2 separate regions of the Mus musculus genome follow, and region 1 is linked to region 2. A link is a contact called in public HiChIP or PLAC-seq data. All regions are on one chromosome and are shown on one strand. The core of a region is the stretch at or near the end of the contact, and the rest is flanking DNA. Distances in the headings are between cores, read along the strand shown. Region 1 overlaps Znrf3 (zinc and ring finger 3). Region 2 has its middle 25 kb from the start of Emid1.

Region 1 (4,603 bases), core at 210-2,709, 160 kb before region 2:
CACAAACACATGCTTTTTAGCTGCTAGGGGTTAATATAACTTCTGACTGTAGTATATGATAGAAATAAATTCACTTTGAAAATCCATCCATCAGGAACTCTTAACATGATAGGTTATAACCTGTTTTAAAGTGTATCATTTTGTTAAAAGGAAAGATTTTGTAAAAGTAATTTGAATTTTTGGTTGGGAGAAAGATAGTCCCCCTAAGAATAGTCTTACTTCCTGGACATTTTATGGTCCCCAATGCTACGGCTCTGTGTACTGTGGAAGACAACTGCATCCTGTTCCTGGAAGCTGAGGTTTTTTGTATATGAGGCAAGAGGAAAGGTGATGTTGGTACAGAGAGCTGTCACAAAATCTAGAGAATCTTCTGCCAACTACTCCTAAAAAGTCTTTGGTCCTGGAGATCCTCGTGAGCCTAATTTGCTTGTGGCTTTTATCCCTCTTAGGCCTTTTGAGAAACTGCATGGCTCTTGTCAAGTTTTCCTGCCCTTTCATTGGGGGAGAAACCTGACAGGACTTATGGCCTGTTTGGTTTATGGTTCACTAAGTTGAATAAAGGTGTTTGAGGTGGCTCAGCCTTGATACCTCATTGTTTTCACTTGTCCAAAGTGGCTTAATGATGATTAGAAGAGACCCTCATGAGAGTATGTTAGTGTTTTCCTAGGGGAAATTGCTAGCTACATCCAAAGGGCAGGAACAGTGCTCTCCTTGTTAGGGGTCTGCTTCAGCTACGCCATTTGCTTCTAGGTTTAAGCTGCTGCTGCTCTATGCTCAGCTTATTGGCTTCATTGTCTCCCTCCCCACGAATCAGGGCCCAGTAGGGATCCATCTCTTGTGTCTATAAATGGGTTGGAACACGGTCCCACAGTGTAACCCTTATTGTCCTTTGATAGTTTAGTGATGGGTACTTGTTGAAGTCACTCAGAACCAAACTGTTTCCGCCACTACCTGAACCAACTACACTGCGGTTTACTTGGTGAGTTTCACATGGTTTGGCCTGCGGGTCTATGAAGCCAGCGGAATGGAAACCTTAGGTATATATTGAATTACTGAGCACTTTTTGTGTTTACTCATCAGGAAATAGTTATTGAATGTGGGGGCCTACAAGCTCAGTGTATGGCTCTACCTTTCTAGGAGCACTTTATTTCTGTTGGGAAAGGCTGAGACTGGGGCGTGGCACAAGGTAGCACAGGGGTAGCACACATTTGCTGCTGTTGTCTGTCTTAAGAATTGTCTGGCACCTGAGTAAAGTCATTAGTAAAGATGCCTGGACCAAACAAAGTAAAATGGTTTGATGAGTCAGAACAATCTCATCTTCCTCCTTTCTTCCTCCTTCCTGTTCACAACTTTAATTTCATTGACTTTGCCAACTCTGTTTTCTACTTTCCTGGGTTCCCAAGAGTAGAGACAAAATGTCTGGTGGGGGAAGGCACAGTGACTCACATTCTCTGCAGCTCAGCATGCCAGTCCCCTGCAGACAGTATGGTTTCCTTCTATTTCTGACTTTCAGTGGCTATAGCAAAGATTGATTGGCAAGGAGAAGCACAAAGGCAAAGGGATTGGGCTGGGAACATAGCTTGGTGACAGAGCTCCTGCCTAGCATGTGAGGCCCTGGGTTCCATTGCTAGCACTGAAATGAAGAAGAAATTAAAAGGCATAGGAAGAAAGTCAGCCAGCCGAGTGTGCAGTTGAGAATGGGTGAGCTGCTGTTAATGGACGTTGAAACTTGTCTCTTGCCACAGAAAAGCCTATGGGAAACTAGGAGGGCTAGACACAGGCCCCCCTACCTTACCAGCGCACAGAAAATCATGAGCTGAAACCCCAAAGATTTTAAAAAACATAAGTGCTTCTCTAAGAGTCCAAACCAAGTTTTATTTTAAAAGTAAGAGACATAAATGCATCACCTTGGTGTATTACCAAGGGCTTTTGAGTTCAACACTTTAAAACTCATGAGAGAAAAATAATTTATGATCACATCCTTCTAATCTTTCAATTCTATAAAGGTACTGACAAAATCAACTATGTCAGTAGAGTTAGGAGAAGAAGTAGGCCAGGCCCACTTCAGATGCCCGCCCCCCCCCCCCCCCCCCGGCCTCACTTCAGGCCAGGCTCAGGCAGATCTCTGCAGCAATTTCTCTTTTTCTCTTTTACTTAATGTTAAGATGATGCTCTGGGCCTTGCTTGTCTGAAATTCTGAGCTTCAGGATCAAGGTTAGGATCTCCCCTAATGCCCTCATTACAGAACTTAACCCTGTGACAGTAAAACAGTAGAATTGACATTTGGGGGCAGCTTACTTTGAGAAGAGTCATAAATCCTTCCCAAAGTGCAAGAGTCGGTATGCCTCAGGCATTTCATCCCTTCATATTCACAGAGACTCTCATGATGTTTCTAGCAGAATTCACTTGGACTGAATTCCGAAATTCCAGGCTAGATAAACCCCAAACACCAGATAGACCAATTCTGTGCTAGCATTTTGAAATACAGTAAATCCAGCAGGCTTGGACCTGCCTGTGTCCATGCTTCAGAAGATGGTATGGGGAAGTTAACGTAAAGTCATTTAGAGGATTTTATGTTAGAATGCCTTGCCTGAGTGACCTTAGAAAAGCAACTTTAGTTCTTGATGTCTTGTTCCTTTGTGAAAAACTGCCTCTCTGATTGCTGTAGGGCTGTGAGATGTAAGCAGAGCACTTAGCTCAGAACCTGGTGTATGCACCCATCCTGAACACTGCCTGCTAGGAGCTGTAGTTGCCTTTGCTTGTCACATTGACATCTTGTCCACATTCCCATGTTATGGTGAGGAAACTGAGTCCTAGTAAGGTTCTCCACATGATCTGAGATCATACAGCTCACAAGACCCTGGAGCTGAAACAGAACTGTTCTGTGCTTCACCAGTGTTGAATTTTGTCTCCTCTTGTCTCGGTCAGTCTTTTCTAGATAATAAACACCACCTGCTTTCAGTATCAACTGGGTGTGGTCAGGACTGTTGCTTCTGCATGGTAGAATCACAATCATGGACAAGGCATTTGCTCTGAAGGTTGAACTGTGTCATAGAACCAACATCTGGTACTGCTCCTCCTCACCACATAAGCAGCTTCCTCTCCAGATCTCTTTATAGACCTGTTTTATCTCCCTGCCCCTACCTACTCAGGAGATATAACCTCCATATTCCTGGTTTTGAGTCTAAAAAGATTCCAGGAAAGGGATTCATTGACTCATTTTGAGTCAGGCACTCTTCTTTAGGCTTACCAGTTGTGTTATGGGGCTGAAGACTCTATGAAACTAAGCCTGTCTCACCTTGTCATGTGTGAGGGTAGGAAGAAAATGTGTTCTTCAGAAAGGGGTAGGGGCTGGAGTTGTGCTGAGCTGCTATCCCTAAGTAGACCCCTGTAGTTGCTAGGTCAAGAATGCTGTCACAAGCTAGGGGGCAATGTTCTCAGTTTATCCCAGGTCATTTGAAGTGGGTCTATTGAGAGAAGACTATCTCTCAATATGAGAGCAAATTTGATCTCAAAGGTGCTATTGAAGGATTCTAATAGAATGACATAATTTGCCTTTGGCAGTAGCATCCAGGCTGCACAGAGAATATGAGGTACCCTTTTGCTGCAGTCTTAAGTGAACTGTATAGGCCCACATATCAACCATTTTTAGCCAAGGGAGTTGGTGAGGAGTTATGTTTGCCTCTGTCCTGGTCAGTTTTCACACATAGACATACAGGACAGAGAGTGAAGAGTCTACAGAGTGACAGGGAAGAAGCCTAATGCAGGTTTCATGAGCAGAAGAACTGCTCTAAAAACTGGCCCTTCTGATGAACTACAGAGAAGCCAAGGGTAAAGGTTGACAGAGAATTGCACCCTGCTGCTTTTCTGCCCCCTTTTCCAGATCAAGAGTTTCAGAAATGTCATTGCAAAGAAAAATAAAAATCTCGTCGTTTTAGTTTCCTTTCTGTTGCTATGATAATACACTGGCAAAAAACAGCTTGGAGAGAAAAGGGACACGTTGGGGGGGGGGGGCGGTTATGTTTCTCTAGTGAACCCTGACTCACACCTGATGACCAAGATGCTATGAAGTCAGAGCTAAGGGATGTTTCCCTATCAATCCAGGTTTAAACTTCAGTTTTAACTGTTTGTTTAATTTCCATATACTGGGGATTGAAACTAGTCAGCTCCCCCCACCCCCCATACTATATGAGCACTCAACCACCAAGCAATAGTCTAACTCCCAGTTCAGCAGTCCCAGGCTCTGACCCTGGCAGTCACTCAGCCCTCTACATGTTCCAACTTCCCTAAATAGGAGCAGGATCTAAAGGAGAGTACATCTATTGTTAGTCATTGTTCCTAGCACAGATGAATATACTCAACAAAGTGGCTTTTGTTGTCCATATTCTCTTCCTCTCTCTTTCTCTCTTACCTCATTATCCTATTTCTTTTAGCATCCCAAAGTTGTATTACTTTTATAGTGAAATCCAGAAATGCAGAGAGTGAAATAATTGCTGGTTGCCAGACTCTGTCATCTTAGGAGCAGGAAAGCGTTTCTTATTTTTTGTTTTTTAAACTAGGTGTAGAATTTCAGTTTGGAAGGATGAAAAGATTTGGAGGTTAT
Region 2 (4,351 bases), core at 869-3,368:
ATTTAACCCTGAGGGGCAGCAGTCACAGTCAGGCCTTCTCTGGGGTGTAACCAGGGACTGAGAAGGCCAGCTGTCATCAAATGCACCCTGACTATGAAATTCTGTCACCAAAGGCTCAGCCTTCTCTCTCTCTCTCTCTCTCTCTCTCTCTCTCTCTCTACCTGGGACTGAGCCCAGAGAGCGGAATTTGTTCCTAAGCGTCCATGTTTGGCAGTTTTTTGTCTCTGTAACAAATATTTGAGGATAAACATTGAATCAAGGCTTTGTGGGGCTTGGAGATTTGGAAGTTTGGCCTGTGGTCAGTCAGCCCTGCTCTGCTCTGGGCCTGTGCAGTGCATCCCAGTGAGAGCTTGTGTTAAGGAAAAACCTGCTCACCTTTTGGCCAGGCAGCAAGAGAAGAAAAGGGGTCAGGTTTGCAACAAATCCCCTTCAAGGACACACCCCAAATGACATAAAGACCTTCCAAGAGGACCTACCCTTTAAAGGTACCACCACCTCTCAATAGCAACAAACGGGGAAGCCACGCCTTCCACACATGGCTTTGGGAGGCATTGCAGACCTAAACTGTCAGTTTAACTGTGGCTTTGCCTCCATGGTCAGTGTCATCTCCACAGAGGCTGCTAGAAAGAACCAGACTAGAAAGATGGGGGTGAGAAAAGGGGTTCCACCTGTGCTATGGGGGAGCCACCATCCATGGTGGGTGAAAACTTTCCAGTCTGCTGCTACAGAGTCACACATACTCCTGTAGGCAAGCCTTCACTCATGCTCTGGTCATGTGTGAGCCTTGATGAAACCAAACTCTAGTTTGATATTGCGTTCTTAGAAGAGGGAGGGAGGGAGGAAAGGAAAGGAGGGAGGGAGGGAGGAAGGGATTTACATCTCCCCAGGGAAGAAATTCTCATTGTTCCAACCACAACACAAAGTAGCAGACAGTGAGTGCCCCAGCAAGGGACAGAGGGATGCTCGCTAACCCTGAGACCAGCCAGGCAGGAACCTAGCTTTACAAGAAAAAAAGGGGACTGGCCGGGGCGTGGTGGCGCACGCCTTTAATCCCAGCACTCGGAGGCAGAGGCAGCCGGATTTCTGAGTTCCAGGACAGCCAGGGCTATACAGAGAAACCCTGTCTAGATAAAAAAGAAAAAAAAAAAAAAAAAGAGGGAACTGGGAAGTGGGGGCAGGGGGGGATGCAAACCTATGGACCGGGAGCTCTTAGGGAGCGAGGACTTGGGGCTGCAGCTCATAGGGCTGGCCGTCCCAGGTATATGGCGTTTGCAGGGTCCTGTGCTCCTGATTTGGCTCTGGCTGTTGGCCTCCTGAGAGTCTTCATTATTTTTCCAAGAAGAGACTCTATATTTTCATTTTGCACTGTGGTGCCCACAAATTATAGTCAGTCCTGAGTCCAGAGACTCTGCTGCTGAGGCTAAACACTTTGCCCATCTATGTCTAGCACATACTACATAGATATTTGTGTGCACACCAAACATGTGTATACCCACCATACGTGCATATAGTCCCCGGTACCAGCATACCCTTTCAGACTTCTCCCTCCAAGACCTTTTTAATGATTTATTTATTTACTTCTTTGTGCACTGGTGTTTTGCCTGTATGTATATCTGTTTGAGGGTGTCAGATCCCCTGGAACTGGAGTTATAGGCAGTTGTGAGCTGCCCTGTAAGTGCTGGGAACTGAACCTGGGTCCTCTGGAAGAGCAGCCAGTGCTCTTAACCATCTCCCAGCTCCTACATGGTTCATTTTACCTATAAATATTTACTGAACATCATATGACTGATATGATAGGATATATGATAGTGTTGATGGCAAGGAATACTGGGACAGACAATGGCCTCTGCTTTGTGGAGCCTGAGGCCATGTACCCTGGCCAGGCTGGCCTTCTGGAAGTTACCTGTCTCCTTGTACCAGCTGTAGGCCACTGAGCGCGGAGGACTCCCGCCTGACCTGGCACCTAGCTCAGTTCACCAGAAGCCTACCCAGGGCGTTGGCCATTGGCTCGGTTGGGAATATTCTAGAGGATCCAGTGAGTCTTAGGCGACACAGAAGTTATAGACGCCCATCCTTTCTCAGCCGTGATGAGATGAACCTTTCAGAGATCAAGAGACCACGATCAAAGGGTTTTTATGTCAGTCTTTCCTTCCTGCCTCAGGCTGTGGTAAGCGGCTGTGATGCGCACATCCTGCTTCCTGCCTCTGCTGGCAGCCAGAATCTCTTCTTTAGGGTTGTTTTTTTTTTTTTAAACCACACTAGAGATCATGCCAGGGCCAAGGCAAGAGCTCTACCCTAGCACGTGTTTGTTTGTTTGTTTGTTTGTTTGTGAGGTAGCCTCAAACTCTCCACCTTCTATCTCAGCCTCCAGTATGCTGTGCTTAGAAGTCTGCACACTCAGAGACTCAGAGACTCTGCAGCGCTCAGCCTGAGCCTGGGGCCTTGGGGTGCTCTACCATCGAAGAGTCCCAGGCCTATTCCAGTGTAAACTCACGGGCCTCCAGCCTCAGTGGAATTTCCTAGTGGAATTGCTGTCTTTGTCACCAGTTTGACTCAGCAGCCAGATTTTAAGCCCCGGCCATTGAAAACTCTGCAGTAACGTACCTCAGCTGGTCTTAGGCACTGCCCAGAAAGTATGGCCGACAAAACAGCCCAGCTGTTTGAACAAAAGAAGCTGGTGACATCAGAGTGCCAGGTGGAGCTGCCTTCTCCTCAGACTGAAAGCATGTTCTCATGACGGCCTGTCACAGCTACCCCCTCACTTGAGGCAGGACTGAGTTATGCCCTTCTGGTCTCGGGGACCTGTGAGGTGAATTCTGCTCTGTTTCTCAACAAAACAGCATACAAGTCTACAGAATCGACTCAGTGGGTGTGTGCCTAGGTCCACACAGCATGAGGACCCGAGTTCAGATCTCCAGCATCCAGGTTAAAAAGCCAGGTGTGGTGGCGTGTACCTGCAGTCTAAGTGCTGGGACAACACTGGCCAGCCAGCTTAGCCAAATCAGTACCTCTGAGTTCAGTGAGAGACCCTGCTCAAAAACTAAGGTGCAGAGTGGGTAAGGGAGACACTTGACTTCAACCACTGGCCTACACAGACAGACAGACAGACAGGCAGAGACAGACACACAGACATACAGAGACAGAAAGAGATAGACAGATACACACAGACAGACACACAGATACACAATATACACAGACACACGACAGACACATAGAGAGTAAGTCAGAAAGACAGACACATACAGAAACATAGACACACAAGACACACACAGACACACAGAGACAGAGACAGAAAGACAGACAGATATACAGACAGACAGACAGACAGACAGACAGACACACAAACCACAACAAGAAACCACAAAAACCCAGAAAGTATGGGTTTCTGAACACAGTGACAGGTGGCTGGAGGGCTCCCCATGGGCGCTGGCCCTGACTCCCATGTGATTCAGCCCTGGAAGGCCATGGGAAGCCATGAGTGCTCTGTGTGGATCTGTGGCCACAGTTGTCTAATACCGTGGTTGGGATCTGTCACTGAGTGATGTCAAAGGTTCTAGGCTCAGGGTAGACTCTGGCTTTCCCAGAACCAGCAGCTATGTTGGTCTGCTGTTTCTTAGTCTTTGAAACTCTGTCACTCCTGAGAGAATTCATAGTATAGATTTAAGCATCCCTGGAGTCTCTCGCTGGACACCACCTCAGCTGTCACATCTTTGGTTATGTCAGTCAAGGGCCTTTGGCACTGGGAGCTGCCTATGCACCCAGCTCCTTCAAGGATGCCAGGTGGAGCCTGCTCCTGCTGTGAAGGCCTCAGGCCTTTCAGAGGACACACTGGGACTCGGAGGAGGACCACATTTGTACACCAGGTCTGAAAGAGTCTTTCTGATCACATGAGTTCCTGAATAACAGGTCCAAGTGACTGCACATCTTGGTTACACTCCAGAAAGACTGCCACTGCTGTCACAGCTAGAGATGGCCCACCTTCATGTCACAGGCATCCATATATACCCTGAGCAAGCACCCCACCTCGACCACTGCTTCCAGGATAGATGGCTCATGCCTCATGGGGGCTGGTGCTGGACATGTGTAACGGGCACCTCTTTGGTCCTTTGGCTCCAGTTGGCCCACAGACACAGGGTGTTAGCCAGGGTGTGATGCTGTGGTGGCCACATGAGGAAAATGATGGAGAGTGACGGTCTCAGTCCCTGGCTGCTGTGGCAAAACATCACGGTGCCAGCACGTGGCAGATCAGTGCTGCCCACATACTGGCCGGGAAGCAGATGAGGAGAGGGAGGAACCAGGCCCAGGCATACCCTCCAGGGCATGCTGACCGTGACCTACTTCCTAGCTCTAC

Evidence for each region. HiChIP or PLAC-seq counts read pairs in DNA pulled down with a chosen protein or histone mark.
Region 1: a BATF HiChIP or PLAC-seq map of CD8 T cells shows a contact between it and region 2, with 11 read pairs. The contact joins two enhancer-like sites. A contact is called at or near these places in 2 of 115 datasets of contacts at active chromatin or transcription factors (CD8 T cells and double positive thymocytes).

The regions. Positions count from the first base shown.
Region 1 is chr11:5,333,322-5,337,924 of GRCm38.p6, reverse strand. The region is part of intron 2 of Znrf3 (zinc and ring finger 3); the gene reads left to right. Among named protein-coding and RNA genes, the nearest start is that of Kremen1, 74 kb to the right of the region's middle. Within about 2 kb of position 1,459, at least 15 of the 459 cell types and tissues checked have an H3K27ac peak or open chromatin away from gene starts, as enhancers often do. A contact at or near this core is called in CD8 T cells, where this site is marked.
Region 2 is chr11:5,175,133-5,179,483 of GRCm38.p6, reverse strand. No RefSeq gene overlaps it. Among named protein-coding and RNA genes, the nearest start is that of Emid1, 25 kb to the right of the region's middle. Within about 2 kb of position 2,118, at least 89 of the 459 cell types and tissues checked have an H3K27ac peak or open chromatin away from gene starts, as enhancers often do. A contact at or near this core is called in CD8 T cells, where this site is marked.